Linked DNA regions of Mus musculus: region 1 is linked to region 2. A link is a contact called in public HiChIP or PLAC-seq data. All regions are on one chromosome and are shown on one strand. The core of a region is the stretch at or near the end of the contact, and the rest is flanking DNA. Distances in the headings are between cores, read along the strand shown.

What was found. HiChIP or PLAC-seq counts read pairs in DNA pulled down with a chosen protein or histone mark.
Region 1: a contact with region 2 is called in an H3K27ac HiChIP or PLAC-seq map of thymic regulatory T cells, with 9 times the contacts expected there. The contact joins the promoter of Ficd here to the promoter of Srrd in region 2. A contact is called at or near these places in 1 of 39 promoter capture datasets (the 3T3-L1 cell line), 4 of 484 Hi-C or Micro-C datasets (the G1E-ER4 cell line and the HL-1 cell line) and 4 of 115 datasets of contacts at active chromatin or transcription factors (the SCID.adh cell line, astrocytes, pancreatic cancer cells and 1 more).

The regions. Positions count from the first base shown.
Region 1 is chr5:113,734,073-113,737,118 of GRCm38.p6, forward strand. It overlaps Ficd (FIC domain containing), which reads left to right and starts at 1,710. Exons shown (of 3, transcript NM_001010825.3): 1 at 1,710-1,977; 2 at 2,749-3,046. The coding sequence starts at 2,800.
Region 2 is chr5:112,341,475-112,344,431 of GRCm38.p6, forward strand. It overlaps Srrd (SRR1 domain containing), which reads right to left and starts at 1,566. Exons shown (of 7, transcript NM_001359388.1): 1 at 1,401-1,566. The coding sequence starts at 1,549. Hps4 (HPS4, biogenesis of lysosomal organelles complex 3 subunit 2) reads left to right here and starts at 1,621. Exons shown (of 14, transcript NM_001359853.1): 1 at 1,621-1,689; 2 at 2,570-2,957.

The DNA.
Region 1 (3,046 bases), core at 460-2,959, 1.4 Mb after region 2:
TACAGAAGACCAGCTGAAAACACCCAGCCTCGTGCAACTGAGCAACTACCGGATCCTTGGACTTCCCACTCACAGCTGACTATTGTTGGAGAGTTGGGCTACAGACTGTAAGTCATCATAACAAATTCCCTTACTATATAGAGACTACCGAAAAGTTCTGTGACTCTAGAGAACCCTGACTAACATACTACATTATAAAATTATATTTAAACATAGTTTCCTCATGCTGTGGTGACCCCCAACTATAAAATTATTTCATTACTACTTCATAGCCATACGCTTGCTACTGTGATGAATCGTAATGTAATGTAAATAGCTAATATGAGAGCCCTGTGGGGTCATGGCCCACAGGTTGAGAATCACCGCACTAGCGTTATCTGGAGGGAAAGGAACTTCAATTGAGAACAATGTTTCCATAAGATCCAACTGTAGGGCATTTTCTTAATTAATGATTGATGGGGGAAGGCCCCGCCCATTGTGGGTGGAGCCATCCCTGGGCTGGTCAGGGGGTTCTATAAGAAAGCAGGCTGAAACCGGATTTGGTGGTATATGCCTCTAATCCCAGCACTCAGAAGGCAGAGGCAGAGGCGGGAGGTTGGGGCTAGCCTGGCCTATACAGTGAGTCCCAGACCAATTTAAGCTACCTGCAGGTGACAGATCAGTAAAGTAGATTGACACCACCAAGTCAGTCTGCTAGTGGCAGAGCTGGGATGCGAACCCAGGGCTGTGTGGCTCCATGAAAAGAGTCCCAAATCCAGAACCTGAGGGCTAAGGCAGGTAGGAGCCAAACTTGGTGACCTGCGTTCAATCCACAAACCCATATGGTAGAAGGAGAAAGCCCAGGTTTGCAAACTGATCTCTGTGCACGTGCGCGCACACGAACTTTTTTTTTTTTTTTTAATTAAGAGATGTGAGCTGTTGTCCCATTCTGCCGTTGAGAAAACTGATCCAAGATCACAAGAGACTGAGGGCAAAAATCTGAATCTGTGGGCCGTCTGACTCCAGAGTGTGCCCAGTAACCTCTCAAAGCAGGCCCTGGGAGCTTCCGGTTCAATATTTGTGGGTTGAGATGGGAGCCCTGCCCTCTGCACCAAAGAAAACTTAATTTGGTAAACAAAAAGCCATAGCCAGCCGCTCCAGAGAATGCAAACTAAAAAAGGTCAGGAGGGCATGTTGGCTCAAAATGACCCGGGTTGAATACTAAGCCAGCTCGGGCTACACAGTAAGTCCCGACCAACCTGGGCTACACCGTGAATTAATTCCTAGCCAGGCCTGGTCTACACGGTGCGAAGCCATCTCAAAAACAAAAGTAGATTAGAGAGGACAAGAAAGGGGGTAAAGAAAAGGGACAAACGGTGAAACCGGGACTAAGAAGTGGGAAACGTTTGGTGATGTGGCTACTGCCATTGCACACCAGAGAAACTGAAGCACACAGAGCCTAGGTGGAGGCCCAGGAAGGTAGCAGATGCTGGGACGGGAAAACAGGACGCAAATGCTCGCCCTAGCCGGTGGCCTCGACCCCGCCCCATGCACACAAGCGACAGCCAATGGAAGCGGCACACGGCGCGCCTTTCCCGGGGGGATGCTCTAGCTAGCTCTAGAACCCGGAAGCGCGGCGGATGGACAAGTCGAGACAGCCAATCCGCCGCGGCAAGGGCGGCCGTCCGTCCAATGGCGAGGCGACGGGAGCGGGGCGAGGTGGTGGGGGCGGGGCCTGCGACCGCGGCTGCGGGGAACGGCCGCGCGGGTTTGGATGCTGGAGGCGGGCACGAGCCCTGGGCCGGTTCGTAGCGGGAGCTCGCGGCAGCCTCATTCCACCCCCCACCCCACCCCCCGCTTCGGGAGTAAGCCGAAGTCTGCTGGGCTCGAGCCGCTGCACAGGCCGCGCGAAGTGATGACGTGGCGGGTCAGGCCCCGGAGCTCCGGCGCCGCCTGTCAGAACGGCGTCATCCCTCATCTGTAAACCGGGAGCTACAGGTAGCTTGCTCGCTCTTCGCAAGGGGGCTGACAGCGTGCAAGGCTGGCCGGCAGCGCAGTGTCCGGCACACCATAGTTGCCCAATAAATGCTTATTGTTGGCAAGATGGCATTTGCATACCTGATCCCTCGCTCCCCCCCCCCATCCCCCGCCAGCCCCCAAGCTTGTGTTCGCCCTCGCTGAGGTAGGGCATCATCACCCACTGTTGTTGGCCAGGCCTTGGGTTTCCCTGTCTATGATGGACAAGCCAGGGAAGGAAGGGCAGAAGGGACACAACATTGGTCACCGAGGCTGTCGGTATTCATATGGTAACATCAGGACACCAGACATTTGTCCTTATCGAAGATTGTGGTGTGTGTCCAGGGGCGTATGCAGGAGTTACAGCCCAAACACTAGGTGTCCTGTGGCAATAGTCGCTTGTGGTGGACTAGTGGACTAAGAGGGGGGCTGAAAAGTCCCCGACTTCACTTTTCTGAGTTCTGATTGCATCTCCTCTGGGGAGGGCGGTGTGGAAACATCACCTCCTGGGGTTGTAGGCTGAGATTATGAAAGTTAATATATATAAATGCATTAGAGTCCTATCACTCTACCCCGGAGGAGCTATGGGTTAGGATGAATCTTCCCAGGCTGGCCCTGCACCATGAGACCCCTCCCCCATTTCCGTGGTCCCTAATGAATTAGAAAGTGTGACGATTCTGTGTCTGGTCTCTCCATCTGGGAACGGGTCCACTCCCACTGCCTCATTCTTTTACAATGCTTGGTTCCTTGCAGGGTCCAGCTTTTCCTCTGTGTCGAGTGCTCTGGGCCCAGCCCTCAGTCCAGATGATACTCATGCCAATGGCGTCGGTGGTGGCAGTGGCCGAACCCAAATGGGTCTCCGTCTGGGGCCGTTTCCTGTGGATGGCGCTGCTGAGCATGGCTCTGGGGTCGCTGCTGGCTCTGCTGCTGCCGCTGGGAGTTGTGGAAGAGCATTGCCTGGCTGTGCTCAGAGGTTTCCACCTGCTCAGGAGCAAACTGGACAGGGCACAGCCTGTGGTCCCCAAGTGCACCAGCCTATGCACAGAGCTCA
Region 2 (2,957 bases), core at 316-2,815:
GGAACTCAATAGCTTCCCCACTATAAATAACGGTAAAAAGAAGGTCAAAGAGGAAGTCCAAGGGTCTGGTCAGCTGGTTTCCACAGCCTAAGGCAGAACAATCAACAGTGAATTTAAGTATGCCAGAGGCAATGTTTAGGGACAAAGAGGAGAGAAACTGCCCCCAGGCGACCTACATTCTTCTAAGGAAAGAAGTGCCCGATAAATCAAAGTACTCTGTAATATTCTAAGTAGCCCTGAATCAGATTCTCTATGCTCAGGAGTGATAACCACACCCCTGGAAGGATGCTGGGAGAAGCAGGGCATTCTGGGAGATTCTGAAGCAGCTGAGGAAACAATGACTATCTGGTGTGCGCCTTGAAGAGTTCAGGTCCTAGACACCTATGTCTCACTAATCTCGAGACTTTAAGGCACTGCTTGCTTCTATCTGTCCTCTCAGCTGCACCGCCAGTAATTTATGTTCAGAGGTAACTTCTGGGTCACCAATGCTTTTTAAGTGTAACTTGCCCCCCTCATCACAGCCCTTCTGACCCATACAAAATGCTACCAACATTTCTAACTTAGCCCTGTAAGACCAAAACTAGAAAAGGCAAGAACACGGTGTAGCCTGTGTATGGTGGGCACCGTCTATGTGCCCTGTAAGAAGGTACAGACCAAGTGCTGGGGAGATGGATGTAACATAATAGAGTACATGATAATGATTAGGTGGAAGCATGGGGTTTGAAGTCACCAAGGCCTGGGCCTGAAACAATGATCTTTGTATGTCTCTCGGAGTGCCCAGGATTCCAGTGAGCCTGTGAAATACATAGGCTGCAAAAGTCTGCGCACACAGCTGCTGCTCAGTAAACCATTGATGCAAATGTTGACATCTGTGTTTGCTGCAACCTCGATTTACAATACGGATAATAACCAATGTGGTGTGTGGCCCACAGCAAAGACGGGATATCCTCCAATTCAGGGCTGCTGGGCTAGCCTAAGCTATAGTACAAGATCCCGCCTCCAAATCCAGAGCTGATGATTTATAGGGTAAAGGTTCTTGCCACCAAGCCTCACATTTGAGTTTGATTGTCCTAACCTATGCAGTGAAAGCAGAGGTCTTCTGAGCACCTTCTGACACCCTCCTCCCCCACCTCGAGCTTGGGTGCCAGGGAGTGCTCTACAGTCACATCACACAATCCTCTGAGCATCCCTACGTAATGCTTAAACCCCCATCTCAAAGGTGGCAGACAGGGACACAGGATGATAAACTGCCGCAGCCGCAGCGAATGGGAATGGCAGCTTTACTGAGAGCTTGCTACAGTGACACCGGAGGGAGAACTCAGCCTTTCCCAGCGGGTTGGCACACCCATTTCCAGGTTAGGGACACTGAGGCTGGAGTTGCCTCTCGGCGCTGCACTCACTCGGCCTCCCGCAGGCGGCGTAGCACCGCTTCGCCGTCCGCCTCCGGCTCGGCCCGGGGCCCCTCGCCCGGCCGCGGTCGCCTTCCCGCCGCGCGCTTCCTCCTCCGCGGAGCCACCGCGCTCCAGGGCTCGAGAGCCGCCGCCGCCATGCTCTGACGTCAGCAGAGTGCGCCAGAGCGGCCGCCGTGCCGCCGACGTCACAGGCTGCGTCACACCTCACGTCATCGCCAAGCCCCCACCGGCGGGAGGTGGGTCCGCGCGTGATCGCGGGGCTGCCGGGCGGGCGCAGGTATCGGGGGTTTTCCCGCGGGCGGCCAGACAGAGCCCGGGGTCCCGGTGGGCGGGCGGGCGGGCGAGCCTGATCCACGCGATCGGGCCGCAGGGTTCGGGGCTCCTGACCAGCGAGGGACTTCCCTCCGTCCCCGCGCGCACCCGCACTGTCCCCCTGCCTGTACTCTTAGGGTGTCATGGCCTCTTTAGGTCCCTTACACAATCACTGACCTCATCGGGACCTTTGAGAACTCGCTGTTAGGTCCTCCGAGCAGGCCTCAGGGAATGGGAGGGGTGGTTCCAGGAACAGAGATGCCCTGCACAGTGTGCTCGCCCTGTGTTTGCTGCAGAACGAGGTGTGTGTAGTTGAGGTGACTGATATTTAAGAGGCCTTTTCGGGTTCGTGGGGGATGCCCCTCGGGCACTTCCTTCTTCCTAAGAGAGTTTACTCGCTTTTAAGAGAGGGTCCTGCTTTGTAGCCATAGCTTGCCTGGAACTCAGCAATCTGCCTGTCTATTTCCAGTGCGCTGGGATAAAAGGCCTAAACTACCATGCCTGGCTCCCTCCCTAAGAGACTTCAACGTACTATTTCCACAGGTGGCAGATTGTGGCCAGCTTTAGAGATCCTGTCCTTGAAGGAATTAACCAGAAAAGTGGGATTAAGACTATAGTCTTAATGAAGCCAGGTGGTGGTGGCGCACACTTTTAACCCCAGCACTTGGGAGGCAGAGACAGCCTGAGTCTACAGAGTGAGTTCCAGGACAGCCAGGGCTATACAGAGAAACCCTGTCTCGAAAAAACAAACAAACAAATAAACAAAACAAAACAAAGACTATAGATGAAAATGACGGAAGGCTTGTCAAGGAAAAGGATTAAATTATTTTTGTGTTTCCTCCCAGTGTTATCCACACAGTGAAATAAGACTGTCAGAAAATTTCAGCCTCGTGGATAGTAATTTTAATGCCTGTACCACCTGTTTCTGGACAGTTCTCTTGGAGGAGCGAAGAATCAGAGTGAGGCCAAGACTCTTTTCTGGCAGAGTATTCCATGATACACTGAGTTGTCTTCCCCTCTGTCAAAGTTCTCTCTTGCACTCTGAAGGGCTGCGCACATTCTGATTAGGCTCCTGAGTGCCAGTTCCTTAATTTTGGGACCATTTGACTGGTGTGGTCCCTTACACCCAGTACCTTCTACACTCGTCGTCTGGTTTCCCTTCTGCAAAGCTATTTTCTGCTGAAAAAAAAAAAAAGGCCTTTGAAGTATCTGCTACCCGAACTCTTTTTATTC